5 separate regions of the Sus scrofa genome follow, and all the other regions are linked to region 1. Evidence: chromatin contacts called from public Hi-C and HiChIP or PLAC-seq data. All regions are on one chromosome and are shown on one strand. The core of a region is the stretch at or near the end of the contact, and the rest is flanking DNA. Distances in the headings are between cores, read along the strand shown. Region 1 overlaps LOC106505748 (a long non-coding RNA gene). Region 2 overlaps LOC106505748 (a long non-coding RNA gene). Region 3 overlaps LOC106505748 (a long non-coding RNA gene). Region 4 overlaps LOC106505748 (a long non-coding RNA gene). Region 5 overlaps LOC106505748 (a long non-coding RNA gene).

Region 1 (3,350 bases), core at 469-2,968:
GTATCTGCCTCTGGGAACATACCAAGCTTCTCTAGGACCAAGAATCCTGCTTCTTGGTCTCCCCAGCTTAGTTCCATTGCACTAAATTTTCTCCTCTCCCTGGCCAGCATAGGCTCCTTGCTCATCAAAGGTGTCAGGCACCTAGTTCTGGAGCTTTAACAGCTGACAACCAGCTTCCTGTCCTGGAGCTTCTGCCCAAGTGGTCCTGTGACCTTTGTTCTCCCTGCTTAGGTAGAAGCTCCAGGTTAGGAAGTTAGTGGCCAGCTATCAAAGCTCAACATCTAGAATGAGATGGCTGATATCCTTATATAGTAAAGACCGCTACATGGGTCACATACGAAGAAGAGGCTTGGGCACAGGCCAGAGGAACAACAGGCAAGAAAAGAGAAGTGCTTAGATATTTGAGAGACTCCTCATCTTAACTACCAAAGGAACAAACTCTCTGGTCTGCACAGTCTTCTCTAAGGAACTAAGGGAAAGCCCCTAAGTCAACAGTGCACTGGTTGGTGATGCACCCCACTCTCCCAACCCCCTTTAGCAGCTTCTAGCTTCACAGAACAAAACCTACTGAACCACCTTGGAAGGATGGTACACTGGACCTTGTCAGCTGCCTGCACCTCAGAAATTTCCAGGGTAAAACTGGAGGTGGGGTAGGAGGGTTGTTGGGCAGGCTTGCAAAGGTGATTTTAGAAGTGCAAACCTGGTGGGGAATTTTTCCTCAGACCACCTGGAGGGAAGTGGTTACAACTGACTACAAATTCTCCTGAAATGATCAAGTACATAGAGGGAAGGTGTTACATTGTTGAGAAACATGGCTGCTTTGCTTTCTTCTGGGGAGCCCTAGAGACTTTTATATCAATCCCTGATCTCTCCCAGCCTTAGGTACAGAGGATGAGATCAGGCCAGTGAAGAAAGGCACTCCCCTTGCGATCTTCCAGGTAGCCACCAGTTTCCCACTGAGTGTATTTTTTGCAATTTAAGATAATGGGAGATTTTCAATGAGATCAGCCTTGTGTGTGTAAAAAAAAACCATATAGCCTGTTTGGCCAAACTTAAAAGGTACCATGTTGTGGAAGTTACTGAGTTTTACATATTTTAACTGAAGGGGGCGGGGTGTTTGTATTAACAGAACAAAAGTGCAGTAATCTATACAATCAGTTATTTAAAGCCATTACAAGTACCATTACAGCAGGAGAGAAGGAAGAAAATATCTAAAATATATAAAATTACTTTAAAAACTCATTCTAGAAAAGGAAATGCCAGAGGAGGAAGATAAGGAGTCTTAATTAACAAAAAAATTCATCTATTTCTCTCCTTCAAAACGAGACACTCTTCAAGGCAATTTGCTTGGAGAGCAGTTTAGCACCATAAATCTGGGATTTTTTTTATGTGTGTGTTTGCTCCGCAAGAGGCTTAAGAAAAACACAGCAACCAAACCACCCAAGCCAGCCCTGGAGGGAAAAAGAAGACCTAATCACCCGTGATGGCGATTACATAATAGAGACTCACACACAAACCCCAAGAGTCTCAAAAGAGTCAGCCTTTGGCTTCCTGTCATAAAACATGCCTTTTTTTCCTTTGGGAGGATCACTAAAAATGCTTCTTAAAGACCAAGTGGATGTCTTTGGTAGAAATAGAGGTCACTTAGTAATGATTTATAGGTGCACCCCCAGCCAAAATAAAGCATGTATTGATATCTAAAGTGCATCTGCATTTAGTGCAGCAAAAGCACATACTCTGTTTCTAATCGGTGCCCTGAAGATGCTCCCCCAGGAGGAAAAGGCCTGGCTTGGAGAGCCGCCCCTCCCGAGGCCCACAACCCGGGCCCTTCCTTAGGCAGCCAGAGTGCTCCTCTCTTAGATAATGCCAGGTACTCTGGAAAGTAGCCTTGTAATAATACACAAACCCCTGATGATGTCAGCGTGTTATTGACTTTCCAAGTCTGAATGACTGAGCAGAGAAGCGGGGGTGGGGCGCGATCCATCCGGCAGCGCGGGGACCGGCCAAGCGAAAATGAGCTCGCGGGCTGGACTGGGGGAGGGGCGGCAGCGGCTCAGCGCTCAGGCTCTCTGGCTCCGCAGCGGCGTCGGGGTCTCTGCAGCCCAGCCCCATCGTGGCTCCCAACTCTAGTTCCTTCACTATTTATGTTTGGTCAAACACCCCTCTGGCAAAAATTACTCAGGCCGCAATCCCCTGCCCCTACCCCTACCCCAAGCTTTAGTCACGTGGCCGAGCCTGATTACCAAGCGAGGAGCAGAGGGCAAGAAAGAAGATTCCTGCCCCCTCCCCCACTCTGTACTGGAGCCTTCCTCCCCCGCTGCAGTGAATTCGCAGATTCGAGGGTCGCCAGCTGCGGAGTATTTCCCTCTACCGGATACCCCCTTGGAAACTGCACCTCAGCGATGGTGACATTTTATAGGACATGTCTGGCTTCCTTTATGGCGCTGGAATTGCAGGTGTAGGGTGGTAGGTTCCCGCTTTCACCCTGCAAATTGACCAAAGGGCGGTCTGTAATCTTCAAGGCTAGGTGTGAATCGGGCAAGGTTGCCCTTAAATGGAATTGCGTTCAGAGGCTGAGATCTGGAGAGGAGCACTCCCAGCTGGGGCGTGGCCTTCCCCACTGGGCCTAGGCCTTCTTTTCTGGCCCCGCAGCTTCTGCCTGCTCTCCTTCCCCCGCATCCCCTCGCCCACCTGCCTTAGCAGGCGCAACTCTGGGACTAGGCACCCAGACCTCTACCCGCTGGCGCAGCTCCCTTCCTCCCTCTCCTAGACCTGTTGAAACCTTCCTAGACAGCCCAGGGACGACGCAGAATTTCAGCCTTAAATCCCAGGGACGGACTGATCCTCCTCGGAACTCCTGCCACCCTCTCCTCCGCCCCCTACACACAAACCCAAGGAGTTCTTTGTGGGAGCCCCCTGCGGGGCACACCGCACACTGGCTGTGCGCTGCCTGATTCCCAGTCCTGTTCTGACCCTTATTAGCTGTTTAAGTATGGACAGAGTGCTTAACCTCTCTGTATCCCTCATCTGTAAAAACGGGGTAGCTGTAATCCCTACAGTCACTGTTTTGAGGATTAAATGAAAGCTGGATTTCGTAAGGGACACCCGCCTTCAAATATTCCAGTTTTTGCCCTCAGTAGTGTTACTTGTCAGGCCAGAGTCGCTGTGATGGTTCTGAAAAAGCGGTCGGCTTAAGTGCTGGCCCTGTACCCCCTACTCACTCTCCCCGCTTTGTGGAGCCCGGTGCCTCCCTGATCTCTCTCTCCCCCGCTCCCTCTCTCCCCGTCTCCCCCTCTCCCTCTCTCTCTCTCTCCCTCTCTCCCCCTCCCTTTCTCCCCCCTCTCCTCTCG
Region 2 (3,350 bases), core at 329-2,828, 500 kb before region 1:
AAGCACATGAAATCAACTAAATAAAATATGAAATGTAAGTTGTCATATTAACCTTGAGTAATTATTTTTAAATGCTCAAGTTTTTTGGGTTTTTTTTGGCCGCACCATGGCATGTGGAAGCATCAGGGCCATGGATTGAACCCACGTCATAGCAGTGACCTGAGCCATAGCAGTGACAACACGGGACCTATGACCCACTGAGCCAGTAGGGAACTCCTAAATGCACCAGCTTTTTAAATTGATATAGAAAACGAAATCAACCGACCAGAAAAAAAACTATGAACATATTAACACAAAGCATCTGGTGATGATGCGGTGATGCTTACTACCGTCATAACTGATTTTTTATTCTCATATTTTCTTATCTTTAAATTACTTGGATAACAAATTTCATATTTTTTGCCATAGTTGTGAATATTTGAACATGAAATTTTTGTCCCTGTAATTGTGATTCTTTGAAAATGATGTCAAAAACCAAAATATTTTTTTTCCCATTCCAACAGTCTCAAACCATTTTCCACTTCTCTCCCACATTTCCTCTTCCTTCTCTCATGCTTCTGCACTTTTCCTTTAGTAGGTTCAGAATTTCTGTCAGAGGTTAGTAACAATCATCTATGTCCAGCATAAGAAACAACCCTGCCATGATGAAGGGCAGATCCAGGTTATAGTGCCTGATAAATTTGCTTGCTGCGGCCCCACCCAATTTAACAGACTTTCCTCTAATCTCCATGTAACTCTGTATGCCTTTCTACATTATTCCCATTAGCAATGCTCTCTGACTCAGTCTCCAACTTGGTTGTGTGCCTTAACTGGAGGCACTGCAGCTCAGTTAAAACACAGATCTTTATCTGGTTCTGCATCATGGATTATAATAGTTATGGTTATCAAACTAACATGACTTTTAAGACCCCAAAAGGTATGCTGGCAATCCACAAATATCTCTCGGATACAGAAGGCAAAATTAGGAGAAAATATAGGATGTGGAAAAGACCATAAGAGAAAAGCATGAGCAAAATAATTAAAACAATAACAATTTGGGGTAACAGCCAAAAACTTAAGTGGAAGAGGGGAGGTATTTTTGACCCCCTAACTAATATATTAAAATGTGTCATTTCACATACTCACACTGCATACATGATTTGGCTTTCTCTTTCTCAGCCCCAGCAACAGCCAGGAATATTTTGTTGACAGTTTTTACTGTCATAAATTTGGTTCGCTGATCCAATTTTTCTTTATAAGGAGAAAAGAGAAAACTTAAAGATCTTTTCTCAAGTGAGATTCTCTTTCTCCTGGGGTTTTCATTGATTTATAATTGCATTGATACTTCATATTTCTTTTAAAACACTATGTTCTAATGCTCAGTCTGGCAGAGGCTTTCCTTTGTATTTGACATGATGTCCACCAAATCTTCCTTTACAAAGAGAGCTTAGGGTTCTGGAAAAATCAATAGGCATTTAGCTACTAGGGAGACAGAAAGATGGAGCAATGTACATGGTGGCCACTAGCAACTGTTGGGATAAGAATTTCTCAAAAGGCTGAAATGAAGCCAAAAGTCTTCAAGTTGTGGAATGTAAGCAGTTACATAACCACTTTTTGGGTTAATTATTCAGGCTTTCTGCCCATCTTCCCTTTAGATGAGCTGCTCCTGGGTGGGAAGCACTGTAATTTCAATGTGACAATTGCCATCTCAATGACCATCATTTTCTGTCTGAAAGGGAATGGCCTTTCAAAGAAGACATATTTAAGTTGCTAAATAACAAACCTTTGGCCTCTATGATTCACACTGCTTTGCCATCAGTTTTAGACAGTGTTCAATTATACATCAAGGCAAAGACAGGTCTTCCATTTCAGGTCCGTCCTGTCAAAAGCCTGGTTCCCCATAATTTATAGTGGGTATTCCATTGCAATGATTCTGCTAGCTGCCTTCTCCCTTACTCTGCCTGAAAGTCAAATTATCTGCTCAAAAGTCAATGAAAGGTCCCAAGCTGCTAAGGCAGCTAAACAAATCTGCTAACAACAATAGTCATCAGAGGAGAAATACAGAAGAAATTAACTGTGTTCCTCAATAGGCATTCTGGGAAACAGCATTCAACATCAAAGCCCAGCTCTTAAATGCATCCTATCATGGGCTGGACAGATCCTGCTCTCTGACAGGGGTGGATGGCTCAGCTGTGAACAGATGGCATTCTCCCCACCAACACTCTACCCCACAGCCCCTAAGAGTAAGGTTCCACAATGGTCAAGGCTATTGTCTAACAAGTTTCCATTCATCGTGAAGGCAAGGACCTGAATCTTACTTGGAAAATGTTTTGTGATTAAGGCTTTCAAGCAGCAAACTTAACATCAACAGTCCCCTGTGGGAAATAGCCTGACTTAAAATAAAATTGACCAAGCAGAAAGTTATAAATAATATTATTTTAACAGGGTTTTGAGGTACAGCCAAATATTTGGGAATGTTCTCAGTCTAAACAAAGCCAGCATATTTCTCATTTTTTTCCAACCTCATGACTGAGACAAGAGATAAATGGAAAAGGAAAAAAGCCCACAGTTGCGAAATGTAAATTCAAAAGAAAAATCAATCTGGACAGTCATAAAAACCAGGTGGCAGGCAAAAATTGGACTCATTTATGAAGAAATGCACAACATTCTCTAAAACAGGCAATAACTAAGGTACAGTGAAAAGAGCAAAGAATTTGAAGGCAAAAAACAGTTCAGACCATTTAGTCCATCACTCATAAAATGTGTGCATCTGGGTACATTTCTTAGCTTCTTTGCTTCTCTGGGCCTCACATTCCTCATATAGAAAATGGCAAAGATAGCACTTATCTCAGAGTTGTTACAGGGATTTAGAGTTCAGGAATGGAAGCGCCCAGCACAGCAATCAGGATGCAAAGGATTGTCAAATTTCCACTGTCTCCCACCACTTCCCAAGCCTCCCATCCCACCCACCCCCAAACACACAGGAAATGTTGACGATGCCTTGGATTTAAATATATTAGAGGTGGTTGTGTCATACTAAAGAAAATGCAATTGGACTAGAAATCTAATGAAATTAGTCTGTGACTGATTTTGCAACTAGTATTAGCTTCAAGAAATGGCCTCACTTCTCTGGGCTCGCTTGCCTTTAAAGTGAGGTCTTTGGAGTAGATAATCTATAAGAAATCTTCCAGTTTTTGCATTCAATGATTTACAGGAATTTATGCCTATGTGAACCAAGAGTTTTTGTTTTGTCTTCCTTGTTTTCACCATTTCTTGATGTGTTGTTTCAAAATGAGCTTTAGTATAGCTAGTATTTGGATTTTTCTTTGGTATGTGGAGATCTTAGTAAAGGCAAAGGGAGCCTTGTTTTC
Region 3 (3,350 bases), core at 415-2,914, 330 kb before region 1:
GGGTATTAACTAATATAAGAGGAAGATATTTGGTTCTGTGGAGAAAGATAACATCCAATTTATGTTTATCTAATCACCACTCCTCCCCTTTCCTCTCATGCCATCCATATTCCTAGGATGATTGTCACCTGAAAATCTTGGGAAGGGGAAGAATTCTGTGAGCCTTTTGGACTAGGGCTGCTGCCATCCTCAGCACCTCCCTTTATCTTTGAGAGTCTCAGTTGCATTGACAAAGGGACAGTGACAGTTAATTAGAGGAAAAGTTAATTAGAATCTAGATCTTCTAAAATTTCTCCCTACCTTCAGCATTCCTCAAGTTCCTAAAAGTGCTGCTTAGAGGAAAAGGCTTGCACTGAGGCAGAACTTTGTGGCTGTGAAAGTAATCCCAAGATGATACACAGAGAAGGAAGTGACTTGTAATTACAGGAACACTTGGTATTTTTGTTTACAATGTTTTGCCATTTGGAGGTGACTCTAGATGTTAGGTACAAAAGGTCCTCAGAGCTGCCTGATTATTCATCTGCCTCAGTGAAAAAGACACAAAGCTGGGTAAGAGAACAAGGCTAAGTAAATCTCCCTTCTGCACCTAAGGACCAATTTCAGCAGCCAATGGTGCCTTTAATTTAAGCCACAGCTCTTTTTAACCCAAGGTTTTCTTTAAAAGCTCTCTCCTATGAGCAAATTGACATTTGATGCACAAAGGCAAGTGTGATGAATGACATGCAAGAAAGACCACTGTAGATTTTTTTGGTTTTGGTTTTGATTTTTCAGTTTTCTTTCTAAATATGTGTAAGGAAAATATGGCCACATATATAATCCCCTGAAGGGCTCTTTCTTTTGCACTTGAACAATTAATGCAACCACTTACGAAAGAATAGACGATGCATCCCTAGGCATCCATTTTGTCACATCCTGGAGCCAAAATTCATATCAGAATAGATAGAAGGAAAAAGAATAGCTATAGCATAAGCACATACAATGGGTAGGGGAATCTAATTAATATGGATCTTTCATGAAATAAAATGAGCTTAACTTCTGGAATCAGACAAATCTTGGGTCTAATCTGCACTTCAAACTTACAGCTGAAGGTCTCTGAAGTGCACTTTCCTCATCTCTAAAATGAGAGTAATAATACCTGCTGCTTATGGTCATTGTGGGGACAAAAGGAGTTTATGTGCAGAAAGCTTAGCCCAATGTTTTGCCCTCAGTATGCATTCTATGAAAAAGAATTGTGCTGGCAGAGACTTACAAGGCTTTTCCCTAAACAAGGTTAATATTGGGGTGTGAAGGGTAGAAATAATAGTGGTTGCCACGAAACCAGCTACCACATAGCCAGACTTATTTGCCTGTCTCTCCCTATAGTAAAATTTTGTTCTGGCACCAAACAAAATGAATTGTTGTATACTGAGATGAGTGCAAATCCAGCATCTATTATTGGTATCTTTCTTAATGTTTTCAACACCATTTAAAAAAAAAAAAAAAAAAAAAAAAAAGCAGACCAACCAGCCAGTTGGAGACCATTCAACACTAAATAAACATTTGGAATGGGGCCATGCCTTTTGCAAAATTACAATCTGCTTAAAATAGATGGCCTCGGAGGTCGGTTTCAAATATACGCTATTGGATGTCCATGTTTGTTTACTTCTGTCCAAAGGCAACTTGGGGGCAAGCAACTCAGACAGCTGCTTTGGGAATTAGACAAACACTGCTGTTCCTTGAACAAGATGTGCTGCACCACTAATTCTATTTTAAAAAGGCCTCCATTTACCATTGTCGGAGAAGGTAAGGGCCTCCAAACAAGGCTTACAAATGCCATTTAGGGTGGGAAATGGAAATGGAGGTAAGAGGAGGGCTCTGCTTGCATTTATGATCTGGTCTTTTGGATTTCTAATTGAACCTATCCCTGGAAAGATTTCTTGATTTTCCAATAGATAGATAAGATAGAGATAGATAGATAGATAGACAGACAGAGAGACCAATCAACCAACTGGCCTAAAACCTTTTTGAAATGCTAAATACCTTTCAAAAGTTGAATAGTTTTCATAAAGTACTATTTAGGTCAAATAAATCAGGAAAATGTGGACTAAATACTTCCATTTAATTAATGCACATGTTGAAAATAAATGTGTTTTGGCAAAACTTTCTTGGATTTCCAAAATATAAAAACACTTAAAAATTAGTTATAGATGTTAGATATCCATCCCTTTTCATCTCAAATAAAACAACAATAATAATAATGGTATCAGATACACTTCTATGAGCGGAAAAAAAAAAAACATTTTTAAATTGCCAACAGCAGAATTTCCAGACATTAAAGGACTAGTAATTTGACCACTGAAACATTTTATAAAAATCATTAACATCAGCTATATTCTATAAACTATTCTCAAATTTTCCATTGATCCATCTTAAAATAAGGAAGAAAAGATCTGACTCTAGCAGGTAAGAATTTCCATTTTCCAGTACTTTCAGAATATTTTATTTGAGGACAAATACCAATTCTTCTGAGAAGTCTGCTTTGACTACCTTAGCCTACACTGATTTTCTGCTTTACTGAATTTTTATAGACTATAAGTCAGTCCACTTCATTCGGGAGCTAATTATCCACAGCTTATGCTTTTGCTCGATTGTTTCACATGTATTTGTTTTGTTTCCCAGCTAGATGATAAGCATTCTGAAAACAGTGAACATACCTTATATTTGTTCTGTACCTACTGGACCCCTGTTCAGTGCTGAGTACATAGAAAGTCTTTAGTAAATACTCACTGAATGAAAAAAAATTTTTGTGATTGCCACAGTTTGAAGTGGAGTGTTTCTTATGTGAACTATTACTTCATTTAATGCTATTCAGCATGTAGGTATATTAAAAGTCACGTGGTTGTACATTAGTGTTATCTGAGATGTTTTTAAAACATTCTTATGCCCCATGCTAGATGCTAGATTTAAAAAGAGAGGGGAAAGAATCATGCCCTTGCCGTCAAGGAGATTACAAATCTAGGGCCAAAGGCATAGATAGCAGATCATAGTAAATAAATATGATTAATAAATACTTCAGATATACAGGTTATACTTTAATTCATCATTTTGTAGCCTCTTCAGTTACCATTAATTTCTGAGGATATACTATAGCGATGTTGATTTGACCTGTGTACTCCCCAAGCCTTCTCTAATAACTTACTTCCCAACCATTCTCTAATGGGGTTATTTTTAAGGATGACTAAATTAATCTGTTGTGTGCTTGATCTGATTATTTTTGCTTACAGAAGAGAGTTCTATTTGCAAGTTCTAGGGAAAAATAACACATGAGAAGTAGCTTTGTGTATAATGAACATGAACAGTATATAATTATT
Region 4 (3,350 bases), core at 382-2,881, 300 kb before region 1:
TTTCATTAAGTAGCTTTTCTTCTCACAACCCATTTATAAAGGAAAATACCTGTCATCCATCCTGGTACTATTTGCATAGACATAGAACTTAGGTCTTCCAAATATATGTTTACACACACATACACACACACACACACATATATATATATGTATTTACATATATATATATATATTCGTGTATATAAACATGTATGTATGCACATACACAGTATATATATATATAAATACATACCTGTAAACAGGACCCTCAGGTCACGACTGCCATATAGAGGGACCCTGGATCTGAGGGTTGCCTCTGCTCTGATGCAACAAGGCGGGGTGGGTATCTAAAGCATTAAGGTTTTTTTGGTTTGTTTGTTTGTTTTGCTGCAGCATGTGGAAGTACTCATGCTAGGGATGGAACCCAGGCCACAGCAGTGGCCTGAGGCACAGCAGTGACAGAACTGGATCCTTAACCCACTGAGTCACAAGGGAACGCCAGCATTAGGGTTTTATAGAGCTATGGGAGCAAAGTTGCCATCTTTTTCCAATGTAAGAGGTATCTTTTATGCAACTGTGTCATTCAGCTAGGCCTGCATAAACCCTGTGGCTTGTCCTCCAGTGGAGGGAGTAAACTTTGCAAAAGGAAAGCTCTCCCATGGACAGACAGACAGACATTGCTCTCAGAACATTCTCAGAGAAATGTACGCCCTGTGCTTTCTTCAGTCCCACACGATGGGTAAGAGCAAGTGCCCACTAAGAAAAATAACCTCAAGTTCAGGACAGGACCCTCATTCTGTTTTTGAACATTCCATATCAGTATTCTTTGAACAGACAAACCCAACTCCAAATATTATTAAAAATTCTAAGTGAATTTTTAATTTTTCTTTCTTTCAGCTACTTCTTTCTTCTTTCAGCCACTCTTCACAGGCACATGCTCACATACTCATGCATGCAAACGTACACTCACACACACACACACACACACACACGTGCATACGCACAGCCCATGGGACCAGCATGTGGTAAAAAGCAAGATTTTTATTCTAAGGAGGGCAGGCTGACCTTTCAGAGTTCATCCCAACAAAAATGTGCAGCCTCTTATCTCTCTAGAATGGGATTCAGTGTTCAACGGCAATGAAAAATTGCCTAAAGACTCAGCTTCCCTCTCCTGCTGGGTCAAGGAGAAAGGAAGATGGGACAGTTCTTCCAGGAGAGGTTGGCACTGTGCCCACTTGGCACAGAAAGTAACCAGCCACCTCTCTGCCCACATCCTTTATTTTCAGAGACAGTCGGTTTTAGTTCTCTGCTAGAGGCTGAGACCTGGCCCAGAGCAGCCAGGAGAAGGGGACCTCCCATGTAGTCAGAATGTTTGGGGATGGGAAGTACACCATGAGAATTCATGCCACGGAGTCACATGAAGGAGACACCCTCAGTCCTTTGTTTTCCTGGCCTAGCTCATTTCTCCCTTTGAAATGGCATGCTGGGGCCACAGCCCAGTGGGTCAGGTATGGCAGAGGTCCCTGGCACCCAAGGAACAAAAGAGGTCTCTCTCTTACACAGCAACCATTGTCAAATCTTAGCACTGCCACTTCCCATCTCTGTGACCTGGGGCAAGTCACTGAACCTCTCAGTGTTTCATCTGCCTCCTCTACAAATGGGGACAGGAACAGTCCCTCCCTCATAGGATACCTAGAAAGACTGAATGAGGCAAATTTCTAAGGGCTGAGGAAAAGTGTCTAGGACACTATAAACACGCATGAGTGTTAGCGATGATTATCCCACCTGACTTCCCTTTGACCTGCTCTTGGACTTGGAGGGAAGAACAAAGGAGAACCAGGCTACCACAATCATTTTCCCACCCTTGGGCCCCGGTAGTGGCAGATCGGGGGGGTGGGGGTGGGGGTGGGGGCTGACACTGCCTGCAAATCTCACCCCTACTGCCTCTGTGTTTGCTTCTCTGGAGTGAATAGAAGCAGAGCTGTTGGCTGCTTCGGCTGAAAGGCACAGACATCCTCATTACTCTGAAATAATCTAATTAAGAGAGTCTATGAAAGGAGGCATGGGCGCTGAGGAAGAACCTGGTCTGCTTACTGAATACAGGAGTTCAGGCTCTGGAAACGTTTTGAATGGAATGCTGAGCTTTATTATTAACAACATGAGGGAGAAAATAGAACCACTGAGACATTTTTCTTCATCGTTGAGTTCCTACTGCCTATAAAAAAAAAAAAAAAAAAGAGCCCACTCCTCAGGGAGATACAGTAATGCTGGGCTGCCCATTTGCCATGTGCCATGACTGCAGGAGAACTGACCAGGGCACCAGAGATGTGTGGATCTGAAAATGCTATGAAATAGGTGTTCCTATCACTCAAACTAAAGGTTCTAGTCTAGAGAAGAGTGTACTAAGACTGGTTCTCTACCCTAAGCATGTATTTCCCAAATCAAAATTCAAAGCCTCTTATGTCACAGAAGATTTTTGTACAGCAGCTTCTGGGACTGCCCTTAGGCAATCTTTAAGATAGCAGTTTGAATGCCAAAATACTGGCCTTTGGGACTATCAGGGAAAATGGCAGAATATTTGACTAACCTGAAAAAGTCAGGCATTCTACCATACACGTTCATTTGTCAGGGAGGTAAAAGGCATCATTAGGAAAATATTGTTAAAATGGAAACCTACAGTTATCATTTATAAGGGTGATTCTTTTGTCCTTATCTGGATCTTCGTAGCAAAGCGAAACTAGAACTGAACGTTGAGTTTGATGGTGGCTCCCAGAGCACCAGGGGTCGTAGGTAGAATTGCCAGAGTCACAACTCGAAAGGGACAACAATCTGCATACCTAATTCTATTCTCTTTTTCATCCCAGCTCACCCAGAAGGACAGAGATGCCTTAAGCATTTGTGCTCTATTCAATAGGCCCCCAGGTTAGAAATGAGGGTGATATCCCCCTTGCCCCAACAGAGCTTTGCTTAGAAAGCCTATTCTTATGGCATAAGAATAGGTGGCTTTGGAGTTAGTCTGCATTCAAACCTCATAAAACTGAGTTAACCTCTCTGAGCCTCAGTTTTTGCATCAGTAAAATGGAAATAATACCCAGCACCTCAGTCACTGGAATTACTGTGGGGAGATAAATAAAGAACCTGGCTCATGCTAAGAATTCAATGCCATTATGTGTTGTTCCTGGAAAAGAAAAACAAGAAGGGGTGGCACTTATCAGCATGTCAAAATCAACTGTGTGCAATTAATAGTCTTCTAGTCCTCTCCTGGGAACTTTGAGAAGCATAAAGATATTAAGCATAATTCCTAAAATTAAGTAGCAGTTATATCTTAAAATAGAAAATACAGAAATACAATGTTTTAAAATAAGTTAAAA
Region 5 (3,350 bases), core at 534-3,033, 280 kb before region 1:
GCACAAAGCACAATGCCTAGCATGAATCATTCAGTAAAATATTGGTTCTTTGCCATTTTCCCTAAAACTATTTAGATAAAGCTGCTATTACAGTGGTATTTTTTTTTAATCTAGCTCTTACTTGCCATAAACCACAAAGCCTTCATATTTCCCCACATAAGAACAAACTTCTGTCCCTCCCTCACCATCATCCTCTATATCAACTACATGTTAGAGTAGCAGACAGCATGCCATAGACACTGAACCCATCTGGAAGAACAGCATATTACTTTTGTATGATATGTTAGTACAAAACTCAAAACCATTTACATTTTATAATAAAACTAAAATTTGGCCCATGTTTGCAAAAACATTTTCAGCATTTGCTATAGGCCAGTTATTTTCATTAATCCATGGATTTGAACCCATCTCGAGAGTCACACAAAAGTCAGGCAAATATCCCAAATGTTGTTTTGAACACTGGCCTTAAAAAAAAAAAATGAGCAGAAGTTGATGCACAAGACTGTGCAGGAAAAATGTGCACAGTCATATCTTTAAAGGCACTTGGATCACAGTCCTTTTCTGCAGTTCTTCTCTCTCTTTCAAATGAACTCCATAGACAGATTAGCAGTTTCTAAATGTTTACCATGGTTTCTGGGGTAGCCATGAGCTCTCTCCTTCCATACAGATTTTTAATTAAAAAATTATAAATGTGTAGCCATATCTTGATCAAATTAAAAGGCAGTGGTAAGAAGACAGCCTGCTCTCTTAGTACTCCCTATCCTGGTGTTGATTTCCAGGCTGGCATGAGGTGATGCTGTTTCCAAAATAGTCTTTATCCCCCCCTCTAAGGCTGCAGCCCTCTAAGAAGTCTGAACCCCAGAATCTCAGAAGTAAACAGTGACCTCTAAAGTATTTGTTTACATTCTATTAAAATGTCATGTAGCCACATTTTTCTGACCTGATATAGCTTTAAGCCAAGGAAAATTTCCAGAGGATGAAATTCACAGCAATGATATAACATGTGGCATCTTAATAAATGGGAAATTGTACAGACCAGAGAACATCGATCATCAAGGCAAGTTTGAAAATAATAGAAATATTATACAGAGCACAGGTCAAATATCAGAATCAAGCAACTCAAATCAGAATGAAAATGTCTACAAAGCAACAGAGAGTACAATTATTTTTAAACTAGGGAAACAGGAATAGATTCTTTTAAGAACAGGCAGGGGAGGAAAAGATGACAGAAAACAAGAGCTTAAGTTCTCTTTGGGTTCCTCTGAGTTGTAAAAGCTCCCTAGCCAATCATACCAGGTGAGACCAGATCTTCCAGGGTACCAAGCAGAGAGGAAAACAGGACCCCAGCTTTGCCTCTGTCCTTCAACTTTCACCCAACATTGTACCCTCCCTCCATCTGGTTGACTTGTAGTACCATGAAGAACACACGTGTCTCTTTCCAAACAACTCCAAATTTGAATCTCATTTTCACTGACACCCATATGTAAATTAGAGGTTACTAGAACATCTTCTATCTTCTCTCACAGCACTGAAATTTATATCACCACCCCCCAAAAAGGCCCTTGGTCCTACATAGTCCTTGATATTGACCTTTCTTCTTGGAATGAATGAGAGGAAAAATCAGAGCACTCTCTAGAGATGGGAGTTTGTGCGATCAAAGTATTGCTGGGAATACAGTAGAAAACAAAAGAATGCACTTACTTCATTCAGCCTTAGGGTTAAAGAAGGCTTCTTGGAAGTGGGGCCATTTGAGCTATTTACATTCCATGCGAACCACAAAGCCTGCCTTTTAGAAGTACTTTGCTCTTGGACTTAAAGAGGAGAGCAATGAGAAAGATGACTTCATACTTTCCCCTATGAAAAAAAAGGAAGAAAAAAAAAACAGTAACAACAAAATTATCACAGACATCAAAGAGTTTCCTGGTGACATAACCCTTAACTATGTATGCTAGTAGCTTACTCAACAGTTCAAGAATATGGAAAAAAAAATTAAGACATCAAATATGGCAGGAAACACAGATTAAGAATTTAGCTATGTTTGTAGGTTTACTGTGAAAGAAAGGGAGATTCTTTTCCTACCTCCATCTCAAGGGGAGAGTGAGGATTTGTAATCTAGATGTTACCCCAAGGAAGAGAACTTAAGTTTAGGCTCCCAAAGTAAACAGCTGGATTGTTCAAGACAGGAAAAGCACAGAAGTTTCTAAAAAATAATAATAATAATAAAGACTGTCTGGGTGTACCTAATGCCCATGCAATAGGAACTGCTAATAACATGAAGTCTAGGCTTGATTTAGGACGGATCAAAGATACAGTAGCCAAGCTGGACGTGTACCCTGTGCCACCAAATCCATGTGCTTCAAAGAGCAACTTCAGCAGTCAGACCAGAGGCTCTTCCTAGAATTTTCTGGAAGGTATAAGACCCCCAATTTCCTTGAATGACCAAAGGAAGTTGCAGAACAAAAATAGATGCGATTAAACTCTTAACAATCTTGCAAAAACAGGGGTTAGCAGGGAACAGAGCCAGATTTATCTGAACACAAAGAAATATAACACTTCCTGCTCCCAGAGTTGAGGAGCCAATTCATACTTTTTAGTTTGACCCAAGTTCTAAAACAAAATCAACCTTTTAAAAAACAAAACCAAGGTCTTTGTAAACTAACACAGTGAAACTCCATAGGCTGCAGAGTACCCACATTTATAACAAACACAGAAAATTACTGGAAAACCAGCTGAGCTTGATAAGTACACCCAATTTCTAACCTTCCCAGAGCTAGAAGAATGTCTGTCTCAAGCACTTTCAATTACTGGCCTGAGGTGACCCAAGGACTTCTTCCCACTAATAACCATTTGAAAAAGAGGGGGAAAAAATCCATATGCTGAAATTCCCTCCTTGGCCAATCAACCACTGAACCAGACAAATAAGAACCAAGCAGCTAATATTTAAACAGAACTAATGTTACATGACAAGGTTAAAACTCATGTTTTCTTTTGTATTGTTTTTCACAGAATATACTAACAATGTCTAAAGGTAATAAGAATTCTATAGAGACATTTCACTTTTCCAGATAGCAGGCATTCATTGGTTCTTGAATGTTTCATACTAGACAGAATTTCTGGCTTATTGTGGTTGAGATAAAGAAAAATATTTTAAATCAAAACAGAGGGGGTATTGCACAATGAATTTCAGTGAAATAAGAGCAAGCAAGCACATCTAAGTAGGTTTTGTTATGACATAGCATTCAAGGGATAGGAAAAATATATATAAAGAAAGTAAGCATCCAGTTGTTAAATCTAGAATTCTCAGCTGCCCTGTCCTGTAGTCAATTTGCCAAATGTCTTTTTTCTTCTCT

What was found. Hi-C and Micro-C count contacts between places; a contact is called where the count stands out from the background. HiChIP or PLAC-seq counts read pairs in DNA pulled down with a chosen protein or histone mark.
Region 2: a contact with region 1 is called in a Hi-C map of embryonic fibroblasts, with 2.2 times the contacts expected there. The contact joins two enhancer-like sites. A contact is called at or near these places in 6 of 47 Hi-C or Micro-C datasets (embryonic fibroblasts, fetal skeletal muscle, heart right ventricle and 2 more).
Region 3: an H3K27ac HiChIP or PLAC-seq map of skeletal muscle shows a contact between it and region 1. The contact joins two enhancer-like sites. A contact is called at or near these places in 6 of 47 Hi-C or Micro-C datasets (heart right ventricle, liver, psoas muscle and 1 more) and 2 of 2 datasets of contacts at active chromatin or transcription factors (alveolar macrophages and skeletal muscle).
Region 4: a Hi-C map of retroperitoneal adipose tissue shows a contact between it and region 1, with 2.1 times the contacts expected there. The contact joins two enhancer-like sites. A contact is called at or near these places in 4 of 47 Hi-C or Micro-C datasets (alveolar macrophages, blood, embryonic fibroblasts and 1 more) and 2 of 2 datasets of contacts at active chromatin or transcription factors (alveolar macrophages and skeletal muscle).
Region 5: a Hi-C map of embryonic fibroblasts shows a contact between it and region 1, with 2.6 times the contacts expected there. The contact joins two enhancer-like sites. A contact is called at or near these places in 3 of 47 Hi-C or Micro-C datasets (alveolar macrophages, blood and embryonic fibroblasts).

The regions. Positions count from the first base shown.
Region 1 is chr13:115,623,124-115,626,473 of Sscrofa11.1, reverse strand. The region is part of intron 1 of LOC106505748 (a long non-coding RNA gene); the gene reads right to left. Among named protein-coding and RNA genes, the nearest start is that of TBL1XR1, 140 kb to the right of the region's middle. Within about 2 kb of position 1,718, at least 77 of the 83 cell types and tissues checked have an H3K27ac peak or open chromatin away from gene starts, as enhancers often do. A contact at or near this core is called in embryonic fibroblasts, retroperitoneal adipose tissue and skeletal muscle, where this site is marked.
Region 2 is chr13:116,126,714-116,130,063 of Sscrofa11.1, reverse strand. The region is part of intron 4 of LOC106505748 (a long non-coding RNA gene); the gene reads right to left. Among named protein-coding and RNA genes, the nearest start is that of KCNMB2, 620 kb to the left of the region's middle. Within about 2 kb of position 1,578, at least 11 of the 83 cell types and tissues checked have an H3K27ac peak or open chromatin away from gene starts, as enhancers often do. A contact at or near this core is called in embryonic fibroblasts, where this site is marked.
Region 3 is chr13:115,953,520-115,956,869 of Sscrofa11.1, reverse strand. The region is part of intron 2 of LOC106505748 (a long non-coding RNA gene); the gene reads right to left. Among named protein-coding and RNA genes, the nearest start is that of TBL1XR1, 470 kb to the right of the region's middle. Within about 2 kb of position 1,664, at least 1 of the 83 cell types and tissues checked has an H3K27ac peak or open chromatin away from gene starts, as enhancers often do. A contact at or near this core is called in skeletal muscle, where this site is marked.
Region 4 is chr13:115,923,287-115,926,636 of Sscrofa11.1, reverse strand. All of the region lies in intron 2 of LOC106505748 (a long non-coding RNA gene), which reads right to left. Among named protein-coding and RNA genes, the nearest start is that of TBL1XR1, 440 kb to the right of the region's middle. Within about 2 kb of position 1,631, at least 5 of the 83 cell types and tissues checked have an H3K27ac peak or open chromatin away from gene starts, as enhancers often do. A contact at or near this core is called in retroperitoneal adipose tissue, where this site is marked.
Region 5 is chr13:115,905,499-115,908,848 of Sscrofa11.1, reverse strand. LOC106505748 (a long non-coding RNA gene) reads right to left here. Exons shown (of 8, transcript XR_002338112.1): 2 at 1,702-1,854. Among named protein-coding and RNA genes, the nearest start is that of TBL1XR1, 420 kb to the right of the region's middle. Within about 2 kb of position 1,783, at least 13 of the 83 cell types and tissues checked have an H3K27ac peak or open chromatin away from gene starts, as enhancers often do. A contact at or near this core is called in embryonic fibroblasts, where this site is marked.